4 separate regions of the Mus musculus genome follow, and all the other regions are linked to region 1. A link is a contact called in public Hi-C, HiChIP or PLAC-seq and promoter capture Hi-C data. All regions are on one chromosome and are shown on one strand. The core of a region is the stretch at or near the end of the contact, and the rest is flanking DNA. Distances in the headings are between cores, read along the strand shown.

What was found. Promoter capture Hi-C pulls out the DNA fragments that hold promoters and counts their contacts. Hi-C and Micro-C count contacts between places; a contact is called where the count stands out from the background. HiChIP or PLAC-seq counts read pairs in DNA pulled down with a chosen protein or histone mark.
Region 2: a promoter capture Hi-C map of embryonic stem cells shows a contact between it and region 1. The contact joins the promoter of Acan here to the promoter of Ntrk3 in region 1. A contact is called at or near these places in 2 of 39 promoter capture datasets (both in embryonic stem cells), 3 of 484 Hi-C or Micro-C datasets (all in embryonic stem cells) and 1 of 115 datasets of contacts at active chromatin or transcription factors (embryonic stem cells).
Region 3: a contact with region 1 is called in a Hi-C map of the N1E-115 cell line, with 5 times the contacts expected there. The contact joins the enhancer-like site here to the promoter of Ntrk3 in region 1. A contact is called at or near these places in 3 of 39 promoter capture datasets (cranial neural crest, hippocampal neurons and stem cell-derived epiblast-like cells), 1 of 484 Hi-C or Micro-C datasets (the N1E-115 cell line), 4 of 115 datasets of contacts at active chromatin or transcription factors (embryonic forebrain, embryonic hindbrain, forebrain and 1 more) and 2 of 9 other capture datasets (adipose tissue and embryonic stem cells).
Region 4: an H3K4me3 HiChIP or PLAC-seq map of embryonic forebrain shows a contact between it and region 1, with 5 times the contacts expected there. The contact joins the enhancer-like site here to the promoter of Ntrk3 in region 1. A contact is called at or near these places in 1 of 39 promoter capture datasets (embryonic stem cells), 4 of 484 Hi-C or Micro-C datasets (cerebellum, cortical neurons and nephron progenitors), 5 of 115 datasets of contacts at active chromatin or transcription factors (embryonic forebrain, embryonic hindbrain, embryonic midbrain and 2 more) and 2 of 9 other capture datasets (embryonic stem cells and pancreatic islet).

What each region holds. Positions count from the first base shown.
Region 1 is chr7:78,574,219-78,580,191 of GRCm38.p6, forward strand. Ntrk3 (neurotrophic tyrosine kinase, receptor, type 3) reads right to left here and starts at 3,620. Exons shown (of 17, transcript NM_008746.5): 1 at 3,318-3,620. The coding sequence starts at 3,565. It overlaps Gm39038 (a long non-coding RNA gene), which reads right to left and starts at 103. Exons shown (of 2, transcript XR_882235.3): 1 at 13-103.
Region 2 is chr7:79,050,531-79,056,503 of GRCm38.p6, forward strand. Acan (aggrecan) reads left to right here and starts at 2,696. Exons shown (of 18, transcript NM_001361500.1): 1 at 2,696-3,078. Gm26633 (predicted gene, 26633) reads right to left here and starts at 2,793. Exons shown (of 3, transcript NR_132432.1): 1 at 2,701-2,793.
Region 3 is chr7:78,118,457-78,124,429 of GRCm38.p6, forward strand. No RefSeq gene overlaps it. Among named protein-coding and RNA genes, the nearest start is that of Gm39038, 450 kb to the right of the region's middle. Within about 2 kb of position 2,840, at least 6 of the 459 cell types and tissues checked have an H3K27ac peak or open chromatin away from gene starts, as enhancers often do. A contact at or near this core is called in the N1E-115 cell line, where this site is marked.
Region 4 is chr7:78,188,597-78,194,569 of GRCm38.p6, forward strand. Ntrk3 (neurotrophic tyrosine kinase, receptor, type 3) reads right to left here. Exons shown (of 17, transcript NM_008746.5): 17 at 3,518-4,148. The coding sequence ends at 3,963. Among named protein-coding and RNA genes, the nearest start is that of Gm39038, 380 kb to the right of the region's middle. Within about 2 kb of position 2,870, at least 51 of the 459 cell types and tissues checked have an H3K27ac peak or open chromatin away from gene starts, as enhancers often do. A contact at or near this core is called in cortical neurons, embryonic forebrain and forebrain, where this site is marked.

The DNA.
Region 1 (5,973 bases), core at 2,370-4,869:
CCCACCAAACACCTGGAACCCTGTGGCAATTCAGGCTGGTATACAAATGGCGGCTCGGTGCCCCAGTCCAGAGTACATGGTCTTTGCGAGCCCAGGCTAGCGACCTCAAGAACATCTGACCCAGCGATGCCACAGTCTCTACCTCCATCTTCTTTCCACCATTCAAAGGACACGCCATCCCAAGCCAACACAACCCTGTAGGCCCGGCCTAAGGAGGCAGCCTAGACAACACACCATCTTGGCCACCACCCTCCTGCCTTTGTGACGTCAGAGTCTAGTTGGGTGTGGCTGCCTATGGACCCTTCTGGAAGAGTTTATGGTGTATTAAGAGCTACAGTAGCAAAAAAAAAAGAAAAAAGAAAAAGAAAGGGCTGCCCTTTTGAACAGAAAGGGAACAAACAGAAGGCAGGAAGGACCCTTTGGCGCAGCTATGGACTCTTTGGAGTACTATGATGAGATGGAGACGAGGTCTACCCCTCTGCCCTGATGCTTGCTGCTGATTTCCTCCTTATATTAACAAGGTCTCTTCTACCCAAAGCTCTGGATGGGCACAGCCACCACTCAGAATGATACCACAAGAGTTGGGGCCACAAGGAAACAAAACCTTGTCTGTCTAAAAACTCAGCACAAAGAGTTCACTCTCGGAGGATGGATACTTGAGAAGAACCTGAGGAGACGCCGTCTCTCCATGCCTAGAATTTGTCCAGCCGCACGCCATCACCCAGAGCTCCAGGCTGACAGGCGATGCCCCCTCCTGACCCTGGATCTCTAGACACACGAGTCTGAAGGACACTTTCCCAGGCCCCCCTAGGGTTGGATCCTCTCCTGCCCTGTGCTTCTCTTTCTTTAAGCCCCACCTCTACCAGCAGGCCTTGGGTTGGGGACCTGGGATATATGTTGTATAGCCCATTATTCAGTGCTAAGATCCGATGGAAGGCGGGCTTGGGAAAGGCTACCTTTTCCCTTAATCTTCCATGTCTTAAAGAGTAAGAGAGCAACAAGGGCATGTTCTTCCCTGGATGAACATGAATCCTCTCCCTCCTCGGGACTCCTTGCCTCTGGAGTGGGAGTCTGAGCCCCTTCTTGAGTTTAGTCAATACCAGACGCAGGCATAACAGGACACTGGGGGGAAGATGGGGTGAGGGAGGGTCATCTAACCCCTGACCTCTGACCTTCCCTACCACTTTCTCTTTGATGTCAGATGGGTTTAGGAGAGAGTCCTGATGGCTGCTGAGTCCAGTTCCCACTGAGCGGCTCCCAGTCTCCCTGCTCAGATCGCCACAGGCACTCTCCTGGGATCCTCTAATGCCAGGAGAGGAGCAAGAGGCCAACTGTGTCCCCTCCTCCCACCAATGTCTCCGGGGAACAACTAATCCTACTCCCCCCCCCCCATAGAACCGCTTCCCCAAACCTCATTTTGAGAGGTGTGACACCTCTTCGTGACCATAAAGAGCCTATCTGATTGTGACCAATCCTGCCTCCCTGAGGGTTCCCAGGGACATACACATCCTTAGAGCAGAGAACAAGGCAGACACAGCTCACTGGCTCCCAAACTCTCCAGCCCTTGGCACATCCAATCACCTGAAAATCTCCATGCCCAACTCCAGAGCACAGGCCACTAAGCTCTTTGCAGCCATCCCTACAATCCAGGGGCCAAGCTTCCCTGAAACATATTCCTCCAGACCTTGCTCCTGGACAGACACTGGCCTCCAAGTGGGTAGAGGCTTCTCCTTTGCTCTCTTCTCCCCTCCCCTTACCCCTTTGCTGTCTATCTGGACATCCTTGACCATCCTGGAGGTAGTAAGGAATGAAAGGCAGAGCTAAGATATGGGTCAGGATTGTCTCCAGGAGTCGGGGACATCTTCTGGGGCTGTTCATCTCCCTCAAAGTGTAAGCTGCAAGAACACAAGCTGGTCTCTCTTATACCAAGAGAACTGGTGGGCTTTGGAGAGAGCCTGACTCCAATTCCTTCAGGCTTTGTAGTCCTGAGGCAATGGTTGGAGCAAAGAGGGGAGGGGGTGGACACTGAGAGGGCAGTAGCCACAGCACACTGGGTCCCTTCTTGCTCTAGTCCGTCCCCAAGGCAAAGAGCTACCCTAAACGTCTCCCTCAGAGCCTGGCCACCGTCCTAGTCAGTCCTGGGGCTCCCAAGGGATGAGAGCACGGGGCAAAAACCAATGAGCTGCCCTCCGAGCATCCAAGAGCTATCCACACCCTTCTCCTTCCTGGGGCAGAGAGGTCAGAGGGGTGGTGGTCACCTGGCTGAAGAATGAAGAATGAAAGAAAGGCTATGCAGGCTCCTGGCCCTGACTCTTCCTTTCACTCCTTCACAGGCCTCTGGCCCCATCCCTACCAAAGAAACACAACAAGAAAAGAGCAGGCCACTACACAGGGTCCCACTCAGCCGGGGCAAACCAGCCAAACGCCACGCAGAGTTCAATTTTTGAGAGAAAGGGGGTGGGGGGAAGGAACCGCAGAATTGTGAAAGAAATTTCCTTCCCAAAACCCAGGTCGTCCTCTCTCTCCTGCCTCCAGCAACCTGACTCAGAATTACCCTGGGCAGTTATGGAAGCCCAAGCCAGGAAAGGGTCTGTAGGCGCCCAGATGCAGATGAGGGTGGGAAAGGGGGGGATGTCTCGGAAATGCCCAAAATGGGGTTGGAGAAGGCGGCGGGAGGTGGGGGGGAGGAAAAGCAAAGAGGTAGGCGTCCATGACGGCCAGAACACGTCCGAAGTCTCCTCGGGAGAAGCCAGCTTCCAACTTGTTTACTTATTGGCATGTTTTGCTCTCTCCAAAGGGAAACAGTTTTTTTTTTAAAAAATCCCGATTGGTTCTCAAGCAGTCCCTATCTGTCACCTTCCCTCCAAGGCTAGGCTAAGCTTTGCCTCTGCCGCCGCTATCTGCCACCGCCTGTCAGGGAAACGAGACGCCTCTACTTTATTCCACTTGAGCGTGGCCAAACTGTTGCTATTTAGTGGGGGGCATAGAACCCAATTCGCACCCTCGAAACGAGCAGGCAGAGGGTGGGGGCGGGGACAGGAGCTGGGCCCGGGTGCACTCCGCCCGGAAGGGTCCTCTCCAGGGAGAGGTACCCACCAGCATCATCAAATCACGCCTGGCTAGGGCTGGAGTCACCTGAAACACGCAGCCCTACAGCATCTCCCGAGCCAGGGCGAGCCTGATGCGCACCCGGCGGGCTGCGAACAGAGGCGAGCTGGGGAGCGCAGGGCCAGTTCCCGGGCCGCGGGCGGGCAAGACGGAGACGCGAAGCTGGGGCGGGGGTGGGGGGCGGGCTGGGTAGCGGCCGCCTGACTTACATGGAAGTGATATTCCTTGAGATGTCCGTAATGTTGATGCTGGCGTTCCCATTGCTGTTCCCTGAATCCTGCCCTTCCAGGAGAGGGAAGAGGTTCCCATCGTCCGGCCGCCGGCAATTGATCTCAGTCTTGCTGCAGACACAATTTGCAGGGCAAGCCAGCACGGAGCCCACATAGTCCAGCCAGACGCTTCCCAGCAAGAAAATCCGCCAGAAACTACACTTGGCTGGGCAAAGAGAGACATCCATCTCCGATCGCTGCTTCTAAAAAAGAGGAGGAGGAGGAGAGGAGAGGGGGGTGGGGTGGGGGGAGTGGGGAGAGCAGGGGGGGAAGGAAACAAAGACAGCGAGGGAGGGGGGAAGGGGGAGGGGGGCCTCTGCCTTTGAAACGCCGAACGATCAGATGCAAAATCCTTCAGCGTCGGAAACCATCGCGGCCGCCGCCGCCACCGGGTGGGAGCCGCGGGGAGCGCCTAGTGGCGCGGTCTGCCGGGCATGGTGGCCGGCTCGGCGCTCGCCGGCTTGCGGGGTCCAGAAGCTCTGGAAACGAGGCGCGCTCTCCGACTCCGAGACTTTGCAGGGTTGTAACAACAGACGGTGGGAAGGCAAAAATAATAATAAAAAAAGAAAAAAAGATGGTGCTAAAGTCACCAAGTCCCACCTCCTAGGCAGAATTAAAACGGACACACCTGCAAAACACACTCGCACACACTCACATACACACGCGCGGAGCTGGAGGAAGGAGGAGAAGGAAGATGCAGTCAGAGCTGCAGCAGTCGCGGCGAATGGCTCGCTACGCGCCTGCAGAAATGTACAAGTGCTCCGAGCCTTACGAAACGCACGGGTTATCGGAGCGTCTTCCTCGGTTCCCTCCCTCCCTCCTCCCCTCCCTCCTCGCGGCCTCCTCCCCCCCCCCCGCCCCCCGCCCGGGCTGGGAGAGGCAGGAGAGCGGAATCTCCCCCTCCCTCCCCTCCCCACACCCCTCTCTCTCCCCGCCCGTCCTCTCCCTCCTGCTTCCCCACCCACCCACCCACTCGCCGGCTCTCGGCTCTCGCCGGTACCGCCACCCGCAGCCGCGCCGCTGCCCGCCCGCTCCACGCCCGCGCCCGCTCGCTGCAGCCGAGGGGAAAACGAGACGGAAAGGAAAAGTTGCAGTTGGGATTCCGAGGGTCGGCGTTGGGGAGGGAGAGTTGGCAAGCTGACTGAGCAACACGAAAGGCGTTCTCCCTTCCACTTTTTGGCCCTCGTGCTGCCCGGTTTTGCTGCAATCTCCTCCGCAGGAGGAAGCGAAATGAGCGTGGCCCAGGTGACCCGGGATGCTCCCCAGCCTGAGTGAGGGTCTCGGGCTCACGGACAGTGACGGGAATCAGGAGCGCACAGGAACCCGAGCGAGGCAGCCAGGGACGCCGGCCGCAGACGTGCAGACCTAGATCTGAATGACACTCATTTGGGTAATCAAGAGTCCCGGGAGCTGGGCTCAGCTTGGGAGGGGACTGCGTGGCATGGCACACTGAGTGCCCCTGAGCCTATTGCTCCTTCTTGGCGGTGCGTTATGGGTTCCGCCTTGGACAAACAGGGACCAGAGAAGGAGAGAAAGAGGGAAGGAGCGCCTGCAGGACTGCGCTGGAGAACCGAGGTGGCCCAGGGCGAGCGATTCATGCGAAAGAAGCGGCCAGGAAATTGAGATGCGAAGGGCATTTTTTGGCAAGCACCACGCCAGCACCGTCGGAGGCCAGCTTCTTGGGCTCAGCCCTCGGGTGCGCCGAGCTGGCAGCCTGGTGAGGGGGTGGGCGGACTGCTCTCTCCGGATGATTTGGGGGGCACAGAACCTCCTCTTTCCCTCCCCCACAAACACCCCTTCCTGGTAGGGGCTCAAAACAGGTGCAGCCTTCGAGGCAAGTTTAGACCTGATGGGGAGAGAAGTATAGCCCCCGCTTTTTGCCTTGATAGGATTGTTTTAAAAATAAAATGCAAATGTAAATATGCCAAATGCGAGCTATTTCCTGAGAAAGCCTGAGATTTTGCTGTGGGAAAGGAGAAGAAAGGGTTAGGGGAATCCGAGCAGGCAGACACACTACAGCATTCACACGCAGAAGAAAGCAGCGCTCTCCTCCCCGAGCTTGGGTGAGGGCAGGCAAGGAAGCAAAATACATTGAATTCAACAGCATCCAGGATCTGAAAGGATTCTCCCCCGCCCCCCTGTGGATTCCAATGCAGGTCATGCAACTTGCAGGCAAGATGGGGGGAAGGGGTATTGCGGTGCCACCAGCCTGCCCCTAGTGCCACCGACAGACAGACCCGATGGCTTGCAGTAACACTTTTTGCTGGGAGTAAACTTGGGTGAAAGGAGGAAAAGAAAAGAGCATGCCTATAAAAGGCATTTTCCCCGACTTCTCATTACACTCTGCCTTCCTTTTGCCCCAGTGAGACTTTTACACCCTGTCGCCATGATGGCCTTGTCCCCAGAATGGCATTTTGCCCTCCCGCCAGCAGGAGGGGACAGAGTGGAGACAGCCTTAGACTCTCAAACCAGAACCTACTGGCTTCAGGCCAGTCCCTGATGTCCTTGTCCATTGGGAATCTCCCTGACACTTCAAGTGCCATCCTGAGTGACTTTAGGGTTCTCTGAGAGGCAGGGAGAGTAAGGTGTAGCCAGG
Region 2 (5,973 bases), core at 1,446-3,945, 480 kb after region 1:
AAGGATGGAAAGAAGCATGGATGCCCAGCCCAAAAGAAGGAGCTGGTGAGGGAGAAAATGATAGACTTATTTAAATATGGAGGGTGGAAATGGACCCATGGAGAGACTTACCATGTACAAGAGGGTCAAGGGACGCTGACAGAGGGTGGAAATGGACCCACTTTGTTCCTGATTTCACCCTGAGACAGGAGCAAAGGCGGCTACAATAACCTGAGAGCATCCTAAATACTAGAAACCACGGGAAAGGGGTGCATGGCCTCTGAAGGTCAAACCCACGGGTAAGTCTGAGCAGAGTGTGCTGCCGGTCTGTGGGGCTGTCATGGAAACAGTTAGCATGCTATCGAAGGGGATGTCTCCTGTGTACTGTCAGAGCCCTTCACCACAGAGTGCCTCCTTCGATGGTTCTGTGAGTGCATGGATGGCTGAGTGACATCAGCACAATATCGATGCTCCAGCTAGTGTGCGAAATGCCTCGGGGAACCTTGGGAAAGTGAAGATTCTGCGTCAACAGCTTTGGGATGGGCCTGGGACTCTGGGTTTCTCCCAAGCTCCCAGCTGGCGTGACAGTCTGTGGACCACATGTTGCAAAGAGAGGTCAGAACTCACCAGTGACAGCAGGTGGAATCAGGAGGCTTGTCAAAGACACCAAGTGACTGCAAACTAGTTTAGAAATTAGAAAGTATTCTAGCAGAGAACAGATGAACAGAACCAGGAAGGCTGCCCAAGGAATGTGACTCCTGAACAGGATGGGACAAGTGTCTATGTGTCACTCAGGGCTCTCTGAAGTTGTGACTTTAGTTCTCAGAATCGAGTCTTCAAAGTGTATGGACATTAGCCTGGGCTGTGTGCATCCTCCAGAAGGCAGTGTGGTGTCATATCCATCTGTCCCTACAGCCCTTCACTGCCTGGGTGACTTAGAATCTCAATGTTTTAGTGGGTACCTGGGGGTCCGTGGGGTCACGAGGCATCAGGCATATACAAAATGGCTGCTGTCTGTTCGTTAAAACTACTCGATGATCAGTAACCATCTGTTTCCTTATTTACAAAGATGAATTACCTATTGAATATTTGTCTTTGACTTGAATTGCTCTTCATCAATCCAAGGCCCTCCGGGATATACGTCAAATATGATGCCACTTTGCAGACAAGGACAGTCCGTGGTCACCCAGAGCGTGACTTGAGAAATGCTTTAGACTTTAAGAGACTAGTGTTTCCTAAGAAAATGTTTTTTAGTTTAATTTTTTAACAAAGAGATTGATGTTTCTAGAAAATAACTCATAAGATTCCACTCTATTCTTCTAAAAAGCAAACACACTAGCCTCTGAGCAGCGCTGACTACCATTGAAATGTGCTGACTGTGACCCAGAGCAGCCAATATACAGGTGGGAAAGAAGGCAGGCCACCCAACAGAACACCTGAGCCACAGCCCACCCTGGGCTTCACCCCCTGTACAAGAAAGAAACAGTCAAAGAATGCTCTGGGCCAGGGCCAGTCCCAAAGACCACTAGCCAGTGAGGTATGCACACAATTCCAGCATAGTCAACCTGGGGAAACTGAGGCACATCACTTCTGACCTCTCATCAAGAAAAAACTTGGTCGGTTCTCTCTGTAGTCTGCAAAGAACCCACTTCTTGCCCAGTGAGAGATTCGGGAGATTTCCACTGCACTGCCTGAGGCCACTGTGCTTTAATGAGAAGAACACCCGCTTCCTCTCAAGGCCAGCAGCGGTCTGAATCCCCAGCCCCCAAACACACTGCAGCTTGCCCAGCTAGCTGCTCCTGTGAGGGGTGACCTTGACTTGAAGTTAGCCCCAACTTGCTGGACAACTCCACCACTTTCTGAGCCCCATGGTATATGTGAGCATTGTTGGGAGGTGAGAGGTAGTGTTGTAATATTTAACTTATTGGACTCGTTAGAGAAATTAAAATCACTGTATGCTGCAACTAGCTTATAGAAGGGATCCAAAGACTCTTAGATTTTTCTTTTTCCGGGAAACAAATTTATTAAAGAGTGTTGTAGAGGCCAGGCCGTAGCGAATTCCTGCTTGAGATGTCCTTGGTCTATGTTGCGTTTTGAAGACACCCCTCCCCGCGCCCTCAGCCTTGTGCCTTGTGCCTCTGTAGCTGCCTCATCTCCTCTCTCCGCCCTTGCGTCTCGGGGTACCCCACCCCCAAAACTTTCCAACAGTGTTCTATGAAGATTCTTTCAAATCGCATTCCCAGAGTAGGGGGTCGTCCTGTGCGATGGCATCTTTCTGGGTATCAGCTGCAAATCGCATCCCGATACCAGGGAAACACCCCGACCCCAACCCCAGCACCGGACTGCTACCCTGACAGCAGGAGCCGGGTGCCTTCGGCACTCTGCGGGCGCAGCCCTCCGGGGCCGCCTGGACTGCGGAGCTGCCGACCGCAATGCAGACGCGGGCCCTCCAGTGCTGCCCGCACAGCTTTCCTCCGCGGCCCCAGGAGCTGCGGGGTCCGCGCTCCTCTCGTGCCCTGCGCGCCCGGAGCCTTCCCCAGCTGAGCGCGGTCCCCAGCCCGGGTCCTGCGCGCTCCGGACGTTTCTGCCTTCCCCTCCCCCCGCAGATTGGCCCCGGGGGTGGGGTTTCCCTGTGCGCTCGCCCCCACCCCTCGTGTGTGCCCTCCCCTCCCCCGCCCGCCCCTATGTATGTGTCACCGCGCACCATTCCCGCCCACCTACCTCCCCGCGGTGCCAGAGGGGCTCACAGAGCTGAGGACGCGTGCGGAACGGCTCAAGGTCCCTCACTCTCTCTCCGCATCCTCGCCGGCTAGCATCTGACGCAGGTGCCGAGGGAGTTCGGGCACCTTTCTGTGTCCCTTCCCTTCATCGACCCTGCTCCGAAACCTAGTCAGCCAGCCACCACTGCGGCCACCGCCCGAGGGGACTTGCGGAGAAGACGCCGGCGGGAGAAGGGGTTCGCAGGGCCCCCCCCCCCCCGCGCAGAGCATCCCTGCTGCAGCGCAGCAAGACCCGGGGCTGGCAGCCCCCAGGAATCCCTAGCTGCTTCGCAGGGATAAAGGACTGAAGTTCTTGGAGGAGCGAGTCCAACTCTTCAAGGTAAAGAAAAGGCTCCTTCTCTCCAGGGGAGCTCTGTCCCAGGGCATCTGGGAATGCTGCTGAGGACAGGCGCCTAGGTGCTGGGGGTGGCGTGCCTTGGTGCCCACATTGGGTATGTGTGTTGAGACTCTCACGACCTCCGCTGCATGCACACGGAAGTTGAGCAAACTCAACTGCTGCCCGGACTCAAAGTGAATGGGAACACGTGGAGGGGCTCCAGCTCTGAGTACACAGAATTAAGAAAGACCAGAGATTTTTCAAGTTTAAGGTATGGGGGCGCTAAACTGAAGTGTAGAGCGAGTAGCAGTTTTAAAGCCAAGGAAATGTGGGTTCAAATCCCACTCCCCCCCCCAACGCGCCCCCCCCCCCTGTCCTCTGGGTGCCCCATAAGGCTTTCATCTTCTCTTGGGAAGGCCAATTGACCAGAGAATCAACAAAGTTACATGAACAGCTGATCAGATAGGCGGCAGATACCTGAGAAAGGATGAGAAAACTCGTGGGTCCCATTGGGTTTATGGCAGGGATCTCAGGATACTCAAAGCGGTAGGAAAGAGGAGGAAAGATATCAGCTGAGTCTGGGACAGGGCTACTGCTCCCAGGGGAGATCGGGCGTTTGTCGAGGTGGAAAGAAGACATGGGGATGCAGGACGGTCCCGAAGTTTTTCCATTTCTGCGCTTTTCTGCAACCCTTCCAATACCAGGGCTGGGTGGGAGGGTGACAGCGTGTCAGTAAGCTGTGGGTGTGGAGGGCTGTCTGCTTCAGGAAGAAGAATCCCGCCCAAATTATTCGGACTTGCTGCTGCCCGCAATCCGGAGCTAGGCTCTGGAGCGGGCATTCACTAGTCTCACTATAGAGCATCTCAGGTCCCAGAGGTTTGGTGGGCATGTTAATTCCAGTTCTGTGGGGTGGGGAGTGTCAGTGGGAGGCAACGGGAAGATCTTCTGTGAGGTAGCTTGCCTTGGTGCTTCTGCCTCTGGGTGTTGCAGTGGGCTGGTGTCTAGACCCTGAAAAGCACCTATGGCATCTCCCCTAGGGAAGGGAATCTACAACAATGCAATGACTTTTTACAGGTCATTGATTTAGGGACAGAGTCAGAATTAGGGTCTAGATTTTTGAGGCTGAAGTCAGCTCCTCTGCCGATTTAAGGGAAGAGAAGTCACCGCCTTAATCCTCTCTCTTCCTTGCCTCTGGTTACCATGACAAGGAGTCGTCTAGTTGCCTATTTGTCCTGGCAAGGCTAGTTGGGGGTGGGGGGCGCTCTCAGTCACCAAGCCTAAGGAGATTCTACTCACCTAAAGAAAACATTACAGAATAAGCAACCCCTCCTGCCCCATTTAAAACATCTTAGATGAGGGAATTATCAAAGAGGAGGAAAAATCTGTCTTAGAAATGCTGGAATTCCTGAAGTCCTGTTGAATTTAAATATAACTATGAGGTGTTTCTAGAGCCAAGACTGGTTTGTTCATTCGTTGTGTGCTTTCTCCAGAGTACTACTCAGAGGAGGCCAGACTCTGGGCTCCGTGGTGCCTCAACAGCCACCCAGTAAATTGCTGAGAAGACCCCAGCAAAGGGCCAGTACTCACCCACCACCCCACAAGTACTTGGGGAATGTTTTCTATTCTTCATTTTAGTATAAAGTAATTGGACTTTTCCCACATTTTTCCATGAAGAGCATACGTACTCATGTTCACAATGGGACTCCTGTCTTATGTTTGAAAGCTCTCATTACCCCTGGACACTCGGGGTACCCTGAATGCCCCCCTTGCGTCCCAGCATTACTCCACCCTAGCATGTAAAGGGGACTCATGTCCCTCCCAAACAGCAAAAGGGGCCCCAAGAAGTAACTCACCTCCTGAGATGGTGAGGAGGCAGGTTAGTGTCGGAACCCAGCCACTGAATGCTACATGAGTTGCTGAGGTCCTGAGCCGCCTTGGGGCTCAGCTTCATGTCTCTAAAAAGGATAAGGGGGACCTGCAGGGGAAGGTTTCTTCAAAGATTAAGGGACACGCTGTGGGTGCCTTTTCAAACCCTTTACAGACTTTACTTAGTTCTTCTCCTTTACTGGGTTGCAAATTATAAATTCTTGGTAGTGCCAGTTTTGACCATTCTTAGAGACTGTGTGTCTCAGAGTCTTGGTGTGGATTTTTTTAATGATACCTTTTAGAACTGGATCCTTCCCAGGCCCTGCTGGTTGGGCATCAGGGGCGCCTTGGCTGAACCTAGGGAAGCCCACAGACTTTGGCTTGGAGTGCCATTGTGAGTCCGTGGCTGACTCTAAGATTTATCCAACCTAATGCCGTGACAGCGGAGGCTTTAATGAAATAGTAGATAACATTATAGAGCCTCCCATGTAGTAAGGACAAGTATTATTTTTGGAAACTTTTGTTTCTGTTATGCATTTTGCAGTGCTCTATGGGGGTATGTATAGTCATAACTATATATGCAAATAGACATACATTTTATATTTGCATTTATAATTGCAAGTTGTAGTCCATAAAAACTTGGAAGATATCAGTTGCAACCCACTGTGATGGCACACTATAAGCTTATCATTTGGAAATCTAAAGCCAGCCTGGGGTACATAGTATGTTAAGGGCAAGCATGAGCTACATTGTGAGAGCCTTTGTCAAAAGCCAAGGGCTACAAATATAACTCAAAACCAGAAAGGAAATAAAAGACCTTGTGACTCCAGGTGGCAAGCACTGGATTGTCCTTGCTGCAACTGTACCAACACCTGGCCAGAATGGAGGCAGTAGAAATAGAACCTGGGGGGCGGGAGGGGGGTAGGAAGAGAACAAGTTCAAATAAAGAGAAGACTCAGTGTCAGAAAGGAACCCAAGGCTGGAAGACAGCCCTGTATACAGGTACGTGCTGTCTTGAGAAGTGGGGTACAG
Region 3 (5,973 bases), core at 1,590-4,089, 460 kb before region 1:
TCTTTTCATTGTGTCCTGAATTTTTTGGATGTTTTGAGTTAGGAGTTTTTAATATTTTGAATTTTCTATGACAGTTGTGTCAATCTCTTTTATGGTATCTTCCACACCCAAGATTCTCTCTTCTATCTCTTGTATTCTGTTTGTGATACTTACATCTGTAATTCCTGACCTCTTTCCTAGGTTTTTCATTTCTATGTTTGCTTACATTTGTGTTTTCTTTATTTTTATTGATTCTACTTCCACTTTTAGGTCTTGGACCCCTTTATGCAATTCCTTCACTTGTTTGATTGTGTTTTCCTGTATTTCTTTAAGGAATTTGTTTCCTCTTTAAGGGCTTCTACCTATTTACCTGTGTTTTCCTGTATTTCTTTCAGTGAGTTATTTATATCCACCTTAAAGGACTCCATTATCTTCATGAGATAGGGTTTTAGGTCAGCTTCCTGATTTTCAGATGTGTTGATATATTCAGGGCTTGCTGTGGTGACAGAATTGGGTTCTGATGATGCCCACATATATTGGCTTCCACAGGTTATGATCTTGAACTTACCTCTTGACATCTAGTTATTCCTGGTGTTTGCTGGTCTGGGTGACTCTGTCTAGAGTCTGCCTCTTCTGTCCCTAGGTTGCTTTAGGACTCCTGGTAGGCCTGTGGCCCTGGCTGTAGCAGACCTCCTGTGGTGCCCTCCAACTAGGGGGTCTTCAAAGGGGTATAGAAGCTGTTGTTTTGATGCCCTGACTGCAGTAGATCTCCTGGGAAGCCTTCAGACTGTTGGGTCTTCAGAGGAGCAGTCAAGCTGTTGTCCTGTGTGAAGCTGTTAGGTGGGGTGGGGGGCTATGGATTGTGGTTTCTGTTTCTGTGTGTGCAGCAGAAATCCAGGGAGGCTTTGTGTCTGTTGGGTCAGTTGCCCTGCATGCCACAGAGCCTCCAGGAGGTCTTCAGACTGTGGTGTAGGTTGCCAAGTTGCCCTGTGTAGAGAGAAACTCCTGGGATGCCTTCAAGCTATGGTGTCTTCAAGGGAACAAGCAAGCTGGCAATCAGTTGCTCAGTTGCCCTGTGGGCATTGGATCTCCTGGAATGCCTCAGATTGTGGTATCTTCAGGGGAGCAGACTAGCTAGCAATCTGTACCAGCAGAAAGGGCTGGGAAAAGTGGAGTGGTATTTGGTGAGCAGGGGTTTTGGGGGTTAATGGATTCCTGAATCCACTAGGCTCCCAGCAGCTGCTGTGGGACTTCAGGAGGGTTCCTACCAAATGCTCTGTGTGCAGTGGATCTTCTGTGATATCTCAGGATATGGTGTCTTCTGGAGAGCAGCACCACTTTTATTATTGGGGAAAAGAGTCAGGCAACTCTCTGCTCTCTGTTCACAAAGTCTTCTTCTTCATTGATACATATAAAAAGGCCATCAAGGAGGTATAGATAACCAGGGTGTTTAGGGTAGGAATATGATTTTTGAGTCCTTCAACTTGAATTACCAGTTGTCTCTGGCCCTCTATACATTTTGTACATTTTTATACATGTCTGGCACATTAAGGATTCCTTCTTGCCAGCTCTCTCATGGAAGAGCAGCAAGCCAGCCATATGGAAGGAAACTAAAAAATTATTCGGGTTGAAATAAAGGAAGACTGTTTCTTCTCTTGTCTCTAAGCCACATAACTCTATCCTGTCACTCTAGTCACTACAGTTAGAAGATGCTGGGAGAAGTTCTTCATGGGAGCACACAACAGCCACCCAGTTTCTAAAGAACCTTGCTTAGCCATATCTGCAAATCATTAAACATTGAATTTTTGTGCTGAATTTTATTTTTGACAAGAAAGTGTTGGAATCTCCAGTGCTGAAGTGTCAGCTCTGGGGCTTTGTCACTTGTGAGCCTGTGACTGTCTGGCTGGAATGTGGGATCCCACCAAAGTGCCTTCCCAGAGAAGTGCAAATTAGAGCCAGACATGAGCCTTTGGGCTCTTTGTATTTCCAAAGATGGTTTGAGTTTGTCCTTGGACTCCAAATGGCTTTTTGGTTTCAAACTAAACTTATTTTAGGTCTTCAATGTCCATTCCTCCTGTCTAACACTATTTTCTAGATTATTTTGGTCTGACCCGCCCCCACCAAAGGTCAAGAATGTCTATCTTTGGACCTATCCATTTGAATAGTGCCCTCATGGGCACAGACTATACACAAACTTAGTCTTTCTCATAGAATACATGGGTGAAAAGGGCAGCTTTGCTCCCTCCAGGGTTAATTTGGGAGGATGCATAAATCACTCAGCTCTGCAAGAAATGTGCTAACGTTCTAAAACTCCCTAGCTAGCCCTATCATTTTAACTACTAAAAACAACCTCAACCACCCCTTGAGAGATGTGGATACTTGACTAAATGGCAATGAATGAAGCAGCCCTTGTGTGTCTGGTGTCTGGTGTCTGGTGAGCTTATCTAGAAAGATATGATCCTCCATTTGGAAAACACCCATCCGCAATGGAGGGAGAAATAAAAATAAAGGGCCTCTTATAAAATTATTACCTTGTCATTTAAGTCAACAGCAGCGATGCCATGATAGAAACCAGCAGTTGTACCACACGGTTTTATCACTCTAATTACATCAAGAACACAGTAACTGTCTGGCAGAGATAAGATTAAAGAAGGCAGAGCCTTTCTGAAATTTCCAATAGACAGCACCTGGATTTATGGACTGGATTTGTGTTTGGACATTAAGTTCAATTACTTTACTTCAGCACTGAAGAGTTCTGTCGCCAGAGAAATATCACGTAGCTGGTCCCTCATCTTTGCAGCCCTGCTCACCTCCCACCCTGCAGACATTGATCTGTCGACACCAGGCGGGTCGCACTGTCCAGCATAGAAGCTGTCTGTTTTCTTTCCTCCTCTACCCACTCCCTTTTTTTTTAATCTCCCCAGAGTCTGAGAGACACAGACCTCTTTGCTTGCTGAGCAGTGTGGGATCTACAAGGAACACAGTCACAGAATGTCAGTAGTAAAGGGGTCATTTAAAGTCATCTAATCTGGCTCTTTCTCTCTACAATGGTGGCAACTGGGCTGAATGATCGACTGTCCAAGGGTTTACCACTAGGACATAAAGCAGAGCCAAGTATTCCAACCCCCTGAGAGAATATAAACCCACTTCCACCTCATACTAAACCCGTGTCTCCCTTTGCTGAGTGCACATGCATCTGTTTTTAAAGAATAGGTATGTAAAATACATGGGATTTTTTTTAACTTCCTTCTCCTATACTCTTACCCATTTCAGGGCAGATTTCTGTGTTTCCTTTTTCCCCTTTTACTTTCTTGAAATGAAGAAGGGAAGATAACATATGAGGGCTACAATTGATGCTTTCGCCCTCCTTTATAAAGCTGGAAAGAGCAAAATCAGTTTGGGGACTTTCCATGTGGCTCTCTGTAGGGCTCTCAACCTCTCTATACAACTGAATTACCAAAAGAGTTATTTTTCCTTATATTATTATTATTATTATTATTATTATTATTATTATTATTATTAAAGATAACTCAATTGTATCTCTAGAATTTTCTTAAAACAGAGGTTCTTGGTCTCCTGCTTGGCCTAATCATCAGAATCCATAGCACTAGAATTAGTATTAAACTTGATTCTAATAGAACTCTTACTGGCTAACTTAGCATTGAGTAACAGACACATCTTGGAAACTGAAGTTTAAGATAAAGAAGGCAGAAGTTTTCCACAGGAAATAAATGGAAGGAAAACAAAATCCCAAGACTGGGAAGATAATTCAGTTGGTAACGTATTTGCTTCACTTGCATGAGAGCCTGGGTTTGATCCCAAGGATACACACATAAAACCCAGGCACACTGGCATGTGCTGGCAATCACTGCTGTGAATAGGAAGTAACACGTAATTCCCTGGAGCTCACTGGATAGCCAGAGTAGCTGGGGATGTCCAAACCACTGAGAGACACAACCTCGAGAAACAAGGTGGATAGTGTTTGAGCAACCACACTTGAAGTTGTCCTCTGAGCCTCCACACATATGTACATATGAATTCACATACTCCCTGTCCCATATACAAGGACCTCGGTGGGTGTAAATGTACATATACATGTGCTCATATACATATATGTGCTCATATACATACACATGTTCTCATATATATGCATATGCATCCTTAAAACATGCCCAACTCTAGCTCAAGCACCTCATTGTGTTCTGGAAAGTTATTTAGCCTCTCTTAGACTTGGTTACTGTCTATTAAAACTGGTCTTTTTTATGTACTTGCAATTATTACATAATGCATTTATGCTTCATATCTGTGCAAAGCCCACATGCAATGTATGCTCAACATCTGGCAACAGTATGCATGCAGAATGCCATAGATCTTAAGCTCACACCACACAGCTGTTCCCTGGCTTCCTCTTTTATACTAACCGCCCACACCCTTTGGTCACCTTTGTGTGGACACTGAACTGTAAGAGCTCTCATCTCTCTGAGCCTGCTGTTAGTGGAATCATAAACCAATAGGACATTCATGGATCTGACCTCAAAAGCAGAATCATCTGAAAGGTACCTGTAATTTCCTGTACTTGTTCTGTAAGCATTTAAGCTATTGTAAACAACCAGGATCTTAGACATCATGGCTGAATTCTGCTGTGGCCTGGCCTTGGAGCAGGGGTAGCTCAGCTGGGATTTTGTTTATTTGTCAGGCTGGGAAAATAGAAAAGGAAACTAGAAATGAAGATCAATCTTTGATCTCAGCAGGAGACTCTGAGTCCTCTTGGAAACTTAACATCTCCCACCTGCCCAGTGACACTTCTCCCCATCTACCTTCTGTGTATAATGTGTGATAGGAGCTTCTAATCACTTATGGCCCTGTCCTTAATTTATTGCAGTTTGTTTTTTTCATTTATTAAGGTCACCAACAGCCTACTAAGTACAAATCCAATGGCTTGACTATGACTTTCTCAACATAACTGTGTTCTCTAACCTTGCAAAGAATGGTACTTTCCTCTTCTAAGTCAATTCAGATTTAGAAATCATAAAAAAAAATCTATGAGGCTTACAATGTATCAGGAAATAATCCCAAGTGGTTTCAAATGTTAACATATTTTCCCCACATCACAGCCCTATGAGGTAATCCCATTTAACGAGGATACAAAGGATCAGAGAGATTAAATAACTTATTCATGGTTATATGCTTTGTGAAATGGCAGAGCTGAAATCAACCCTACTTATTAAGTAATGTTGTACTGATCAAACTGATAAAGCCAACCCCAGACTTACATTTGACAGAATTGGGGAGACCAGCTGGCTAGCTGCCTATTGAATTATTCCATCATTTTCCTCTTCCACAAAGAATTCTTGGACTTGGATATCTCGGGTATGAGAATGCCACTGAGTGCCCACTTTAGAACTTTCACTGCCATTTGCTTGTTTTGTTGCTATACAATGCCATTAGCAACATACTTATCCAACATAAACAGGATACAAGGAACTACTGTTTCGACTGTGTTCTTCCCAGCTCTCTGTAGCCTTCAAAGTTCTAGCTCTATCATGGAGTCTTGACAAGCATAATAGAAACCCATTGCATCTCTAGTACCACAGATAACCAGGTGTCAGGCCACTGTCACTCGCTGGTTCTTCTCTGAACCCTTCAATTCTGCAAAGGATACAAAACCCATGAGTCAGAGGATCGCCTTGTCTTCCCTCTCCTGGTTTTTGCCGCTGAAGTCTCAACATTAGGAAAGCTTTTTGTTCTTCTAAAGTGGGGACAATTAGTCACCAAACACCAAGAGTCAACTTGAGACTTGACTCTCCTTCAAGAAATACAGGTGTCTTCACTAGTCACAGGCACACTTCCACTTGTTAAAGTGTGTCTTATTGAAAGTGACGCCAGTCAGACTGAGCCATATGGAGGCAAGAGCTTTATTTCACTTGCCACTTTACCCTATCTCTGTCACCAAGTTCCTCCACTTTAGTTCTTGTTAACTTACTAGTCAAACTC
Region 4 (5,973 bases), core at 1,620-4,119, 390 kb before region 1:
TTAGAATAAAGAAGTAGATGGGACTCAAATTTAGCCTTTCAAATGGAAATGGACCCTAAGGATGCAACTATTCTAATGTCATATATCTTGTGTGGGAAAACTGATAATCTAAGAGATGCTGATTTAGCCCAAATCCCATGAGTATCCAAGCACTAAGGCAGGGTTTCTCAGTGGCCTTTCTGATGTATGCTGTGTTCTTCCAGTACAGTTGGTTCACTCTCGCTTCTGTATTGAAACTCTTCTGTGAGGATTGGCTTCTGTAGTATTTAGCACCAGAAGTACTGCACTAGTGTGTCACCAGAGATGAACAGCACAGTTCAGTTAAAACCCAGAAAAATGGAGGATCTTCATCTCCAAGGAAAAGTTTTCTCTGAGAATAACTTGTGCATGATCTGCTGAGTGGAGGAAGCCCAAAATCCTTTGTGTGTTGACTAGAGAAGGCTTAGTTACCCAGACAACCACTCACACTTCAGAGATGTATCAGAAAGGACCATCAAGTTCACATTCAAAGCAAATAACTAAGAGGATCCTTGTCCATGACACCCTGTTATATAGTGGACATTCAAGTCACTCTTTGTCACTTCAGGGTGGGTCCAGGTGACAGTAACAGGGCACAGAGTTAAGCATGGGGTGTCTGGAAAATTCATGAGCATTCGTAATAGGGTTGACTTTAAGCTAAGTACCAAGTTAATGTAGCATGCTTTTGGAAGGTGTCGATGTGTTTATGTAGAAAGGAGGATGGAACAGTTGGCAGAGGCTCCATGGGCTGATGGGATGTTAATTCTTGACTCACCGGAGCATATTAGATTCTTTAAAAAATAAATAAATAAATAAATACATAAATAAACTACTGATAACAATTTTCCAGTCTAGGAGAAAGCTGGGGTAGAAAATGAGACAAAATGCTCCCCCACCCTGGCCTAAAATAGTCTGAGACACTTTAGACCTTTCACATGTTGTGACAAATGTGAAGAAGAGGATCAATGCACTGTAACCAATCCCACCCTAAGTACAGTATGTCCTCACAGACCACTGCTTTCAACCCACGTGAGGCCAAAGGAGGCTTTCCTAGGTATTCCAGAGTGATCCTCAGAAAACAAGTGATAGGGTGACCCCATGCTGATAGAAGCTGAGAACTCAGATCTAGAATAGAATGAGGACACATAAGGAAAACAGGACACAGTGAAGAGAGTGGCAAGGAGTGAGACACCCTGCACACCCCTGAGCACTAGAATACACTTCACTATCCAAAGCCTGTTCTCCATTCCTTACCCTCCAAAGCACCTCAGACCCTTTCTCTCCACCTTCCAAGGTTCACATATAAAGTCCACTCTACACAGAGAGGATGCCAGGAGAGTAAGAAGGTTGGGCCCATTCTGCACTCCTCCTATCTCCACTGCCCTCTCTCTCCTTCTATTACTCAGGCAGCTAATAATGGAGGACACAGAGAGAAGGTAACCCTGATGCCAATGCGGATGTTCATGGAACTAACAAAGGACACCTGAGCAAGTTCAGTCTTGTCTTTTCTCCTAACTGTCCCACTAGGGCTATAAATGCCTTCAGTTATCCACTTCTTTCGAAACCAGAAAGCCTTAAGAGACTGTTTTGGGAAAGGTTAGATCTTGGAACATCACTTTTAACTGGACAACAGATTCCCCACAGGCCCCTCTAGGCCCCTGCCTGAATGCTTCCCCTCTAGTTATCCAGCTTTTCAGATTAAAACCTGAATGGAAACTTCCACCCAGCAGACACCTCTCTAGTAGAGGCTGAAAGCCTCAGGTGGTGGACCAATTCAAGAAGTAATAAGAGGAGTAATTACCATAGGATAGCAAAGGGTGCTTTTGAAGAAGGGACCAATCCAAAGAGCTTTCCCCTACTCAGGGGCCAGATATCTAGTACAGTAAGAAGTTCCACTCTGAAATCCCAGTTAGCCCAGCACCCTCCCCAGTCCAGCTGAGCAGCCTGCTGATCCCTGAATCCCAACCATGGCTACAATCGGAGCACAGCTCTTTTCTATTGAATAAAAACATGTGTTGGTCTTTAAAAAAATAAAGTAAATCCACAACCACATAATCCAGTTCTAAACAGGCCACAGAGTTGCTCAAACTTCAGCTGCCTTCACTGGTCAGGGTGTCCAGGCTGTAGACTTCCTGCAGCTGGCAAGGAGAGGGGTTAGTCAGCAGCTCCTGGGAGCTTCTGATAGAAAACAGTCAGTCTGTTAGGTAGCTCTGTGCTTGGGATGAGGTGGAGAGACAGGTACCCTAGGGAGAGCACAACCCTCTTTCCCCAGCAAGACCTGTCTGTGCAGCCAAGCTCTTGGCTCCCTGGAGCGGTTCATTGTTGTGTGTGAGAGCTTCACTTTTGCAGTCCTCCAGTGCACAGTGGGGAAGGCAGTGATTCCCCTGGCGCTGGGACCCAGGGGACTGGTCCCAGTCGAGACGCTTCATTCTCTCTCATTCCGGGTCAGAGCTTGGTCCTCATTAAGATGCCAAGCCTGCGGCACAGGCCACTCGTTGGACATCTTCCAGAGAAGCCGCAGCCCCTCCCCCGACACCCAGCCCACAAAGCGATTTCTCAGTCTCTGCCTTTTCACAACAGCTCAAAGGCAGATGCATCAATCCTTCCAAGGGCTGAAAACGTGAGGAGAATGGCAAGGGCTCAGCACAGGTGCCAAGTAGATTCTTCTCTGCTGGCTTTTGCCAGTGCCAGTGCCTGGCTCCTTGAAATGCACGTGCCTTGGGTTCTCACCTGGATTTCTTCCCTGTCAGTGCGGTTTACCCAGGATTTGATAGAACCTCAGTATAGGGGCGAAGCAAGATAAGAAATACAACCCAAGGGAGATGCCTAATTAGGACCTGGGAGGAACTAAGTCTCTTGCTATCAGAGCCCTGAAGCCTGCTGTGTCCACATTAGCGGATGGCAGCAGAGAAGGTGGATACTAAACCTCCAAGCTCCCCAAGGGCCTGAAAACGAAAGGACAGGCCAAGAGTCCTCCCAGAGATGGGAAGATGAGCGGCAGTGCCTTGGTAGGATTAGACTTCGGCTGTACTTACTTTCTAGGTTCTTTAATCCACCAAGTCCAGTTCTTCAAGTTCAGAGGATGAAACTCTTCAAACCTAGTAAGGATCGTGAGCGAGATTTACATCTGGAAAGGTGGGGTTTGCTCTCCCCGGAGTCCTCTGCCCTTTCTTGTTCGGTGGTTACTCGACCATGGATGGCTTTGTGTGGTCTGGTGTTGGTATTTGTTCAGTATTTACCCGTAGGTGTCATCATTGATTTCCAAAAAGCATCAGGACTATATACTTTATAGAATGGACAAATTAGAAAATTGTCCCAAAGAGGCGGAAAGGGGGAAGAGTAGAGGCAAAGGTAAAGGCAAACCAGAGATGATTCCGAAGGGCTTGGACTTCAGAATTGTTTCATTGCCAGACACCTTCAATGGGTCACGCTTGCGCACTGAAGATCGTGCGCCACCCCGCCTCTTCCCAGCCTCTCTCTCTGCTGGGTCAAGACTAAGATCTCCGAAAAGCCAGACCTGAAAAAAGCACGGGCCACAGCTTAAGTCAAGGGAATTTCATTTGTGTTAATAATAATACTTAATTTTTTCTCAGTTATTAATGTCTTACTGTTTTCTGTATCAGCAGCTTCTCTGTGTATTAGAGAAGGTAATTCTCTGTAGATATAGATAGATAGATAGTTATATATATATATAAATATATATGTCAAACTGCCTTACAGGGTTTCTTTCTTTTGTTTTTTCTTTTTGTTTGTTTGGTTTTTTTTGTTTTCTTTTGTTTTGTTTTGTTTAAATTCAGTGTTGTATGTGTAGCAGGCACTTGAGTTTATATGAAGATGTTCGTTTCCGTCAAAAATGGAAGAAAGGAGTTGAGATGAGGAAAAAGAGGAAAGGAAGCAGGGAGAGAGGAGGCAACAGAGTATAAATGCTTGGCCACCAGTCACCACTAGCCAAGAATGTCCAGGTAGATCGGGGTGGCCTTCCCCAAAGCATGGAGGATTTTGTAGATCTCCTTAATATTCAGCCGCTGCTGTGGTTCCCTCTGCCAGCACCCCAGCATGACATCATACACTTCTTTAGGGCAGACTCTGGGTCTCTCCAAGACACGGCCTTGGGTGATGCATTCAATGACCTGAAAGAGCAAGAATGAAAGACGTTATATCCAGAAGTTTATTCAAAGCCCATCCTTGGTCCTGGGACTTCTGCCTAGCCCAAGATGTGAGCTTTTCTCATAGAACAGCTTCAGCCCAGGCAGAACACACACAGGCAGAAGTCTGGTTAGAGAATAGCCTTGGTTTTCTTCTCCACCTGAGCAGGGGGTACAGAGGTGATGAGCAGTGTAGGGTGGATCTTACTTACTGCTGCTCTTCGTGCTGGACCTGCTGGGCCAGGGCACACGGACCCTGAATCCACATAGCCATCCTTCCCATTTGCTTCAAAGTTCTGCAATCCTAGTTGCCATGTGGACTGCCTGGGTTACATCTCTCTTTCACCTTGTTGTAGAAATTGGGTCCTGACTATCATTCCTCTACCTCATGGCCTCTGTGATTTTGAAAAACCCTTATAGAGTTCTGCCTGTCTGCTCTCTACCTACCTGTCTCCTGTTAATTCCCATTTACTTTCATTTAGTTGTGAATGTATATGTTATGTGTGTGTTCACACATGTTTGCATGGGTTCACATACGTGGGTAGATGGCCAAGTATGTGTATATACATGACTGTGGAAGCCCACAGTTGAAGCTGAGTATTTTCCTTGCTTGAATACCAGTCTTTATTGAGGCAGAATCTTTCTTTAAACCTGGACCTCACTTGTTTCAGCTTCTCCTCTAGCCAGCTGTCCCTGCCTTCCCAGTGTTTAGATTTCAGGCAGCTGCCACACCTGCTTAGGGCTGTATGTATGGGTTCTGTGGATCTGAACTCCAGTCCCTGCGCTGTTAAAGCAACCAGCTGATCCATCCCTCAGCCACTGGTTTCCACTGATATCAAGTTCTTCTCCCAGCCACGGCCTCTGTACAAACCATCCTACATGCCTCTGAGCATAGGACCCCTTTCTAAGCAAGGTTTACCTTCCTTTTTGCAATAAATTGTCTGTCTTGTTTACTTTCAAATTTTTTAGTATTCTATTGATTTACATTTTTAACATTATTTTTGAGATTATACTATACTTACAACATTTCTCTCTTCCCTCTTCTTCCTCCAAAACTCCCATCTATCCCTCCCCAAATCTCATTCAAACTCGTAGTTTCTTCTTTCATTGAATTATCCATCCTTCCTTCCTTCCTTCCTTCCTTCCTCCCTCCCTCCCTCCCTCCCTCCCTCCCTCTCTCCCTCTCTCTCTCCCTTCCTTCCTTTCTTTCTTTCTTTCTTTCTTTCTTTCTTTCTTTCTTCTTCCTTTCTTCCTTCCTCTCTTTCCTCCTTTCTTATAGTATGCATATATGTATATATTATATATCTCTAAACATAATCTGCTCAGTTCATATAACATTACTTAAAAGTGGGACCATTGGCAACCAGTTTGTGGTCTTCCCTGGGAAAGACCACCCTTTCTGTTCCCAGTTTTCCTCAGTTGCTCATAGTTCTTTGTGAACTGCTAGATTCACCACTGCTTGGATGGCCAGCCAGTGCAAGTTAGTTACCCTCAGGGATTATCAGCATCCTTGTCTGTAAGGGCAAGGAGTTCCAGAAGGACCAAATTCAAGAATAAAAAGTTCACTGTTACTACAAGGATGGCTGCCAAGTGAAGGGGGGTCATGTATGTTCTTTGCAGCTCCATTTCAACTCCTCAAAGACATTTTCTTTGAAATGCTAAGAACTGAACCCAGGGCCTCAAGAGTAGGCAATTTTTGTACGACTTATCTGTACCCCAAATCCAGACACATTTAAAAACAATTATGTACTCTCCCAATGGTATGAATCCATTCCACACAGTATTAGGTTACATAAGGACATTTTAATAC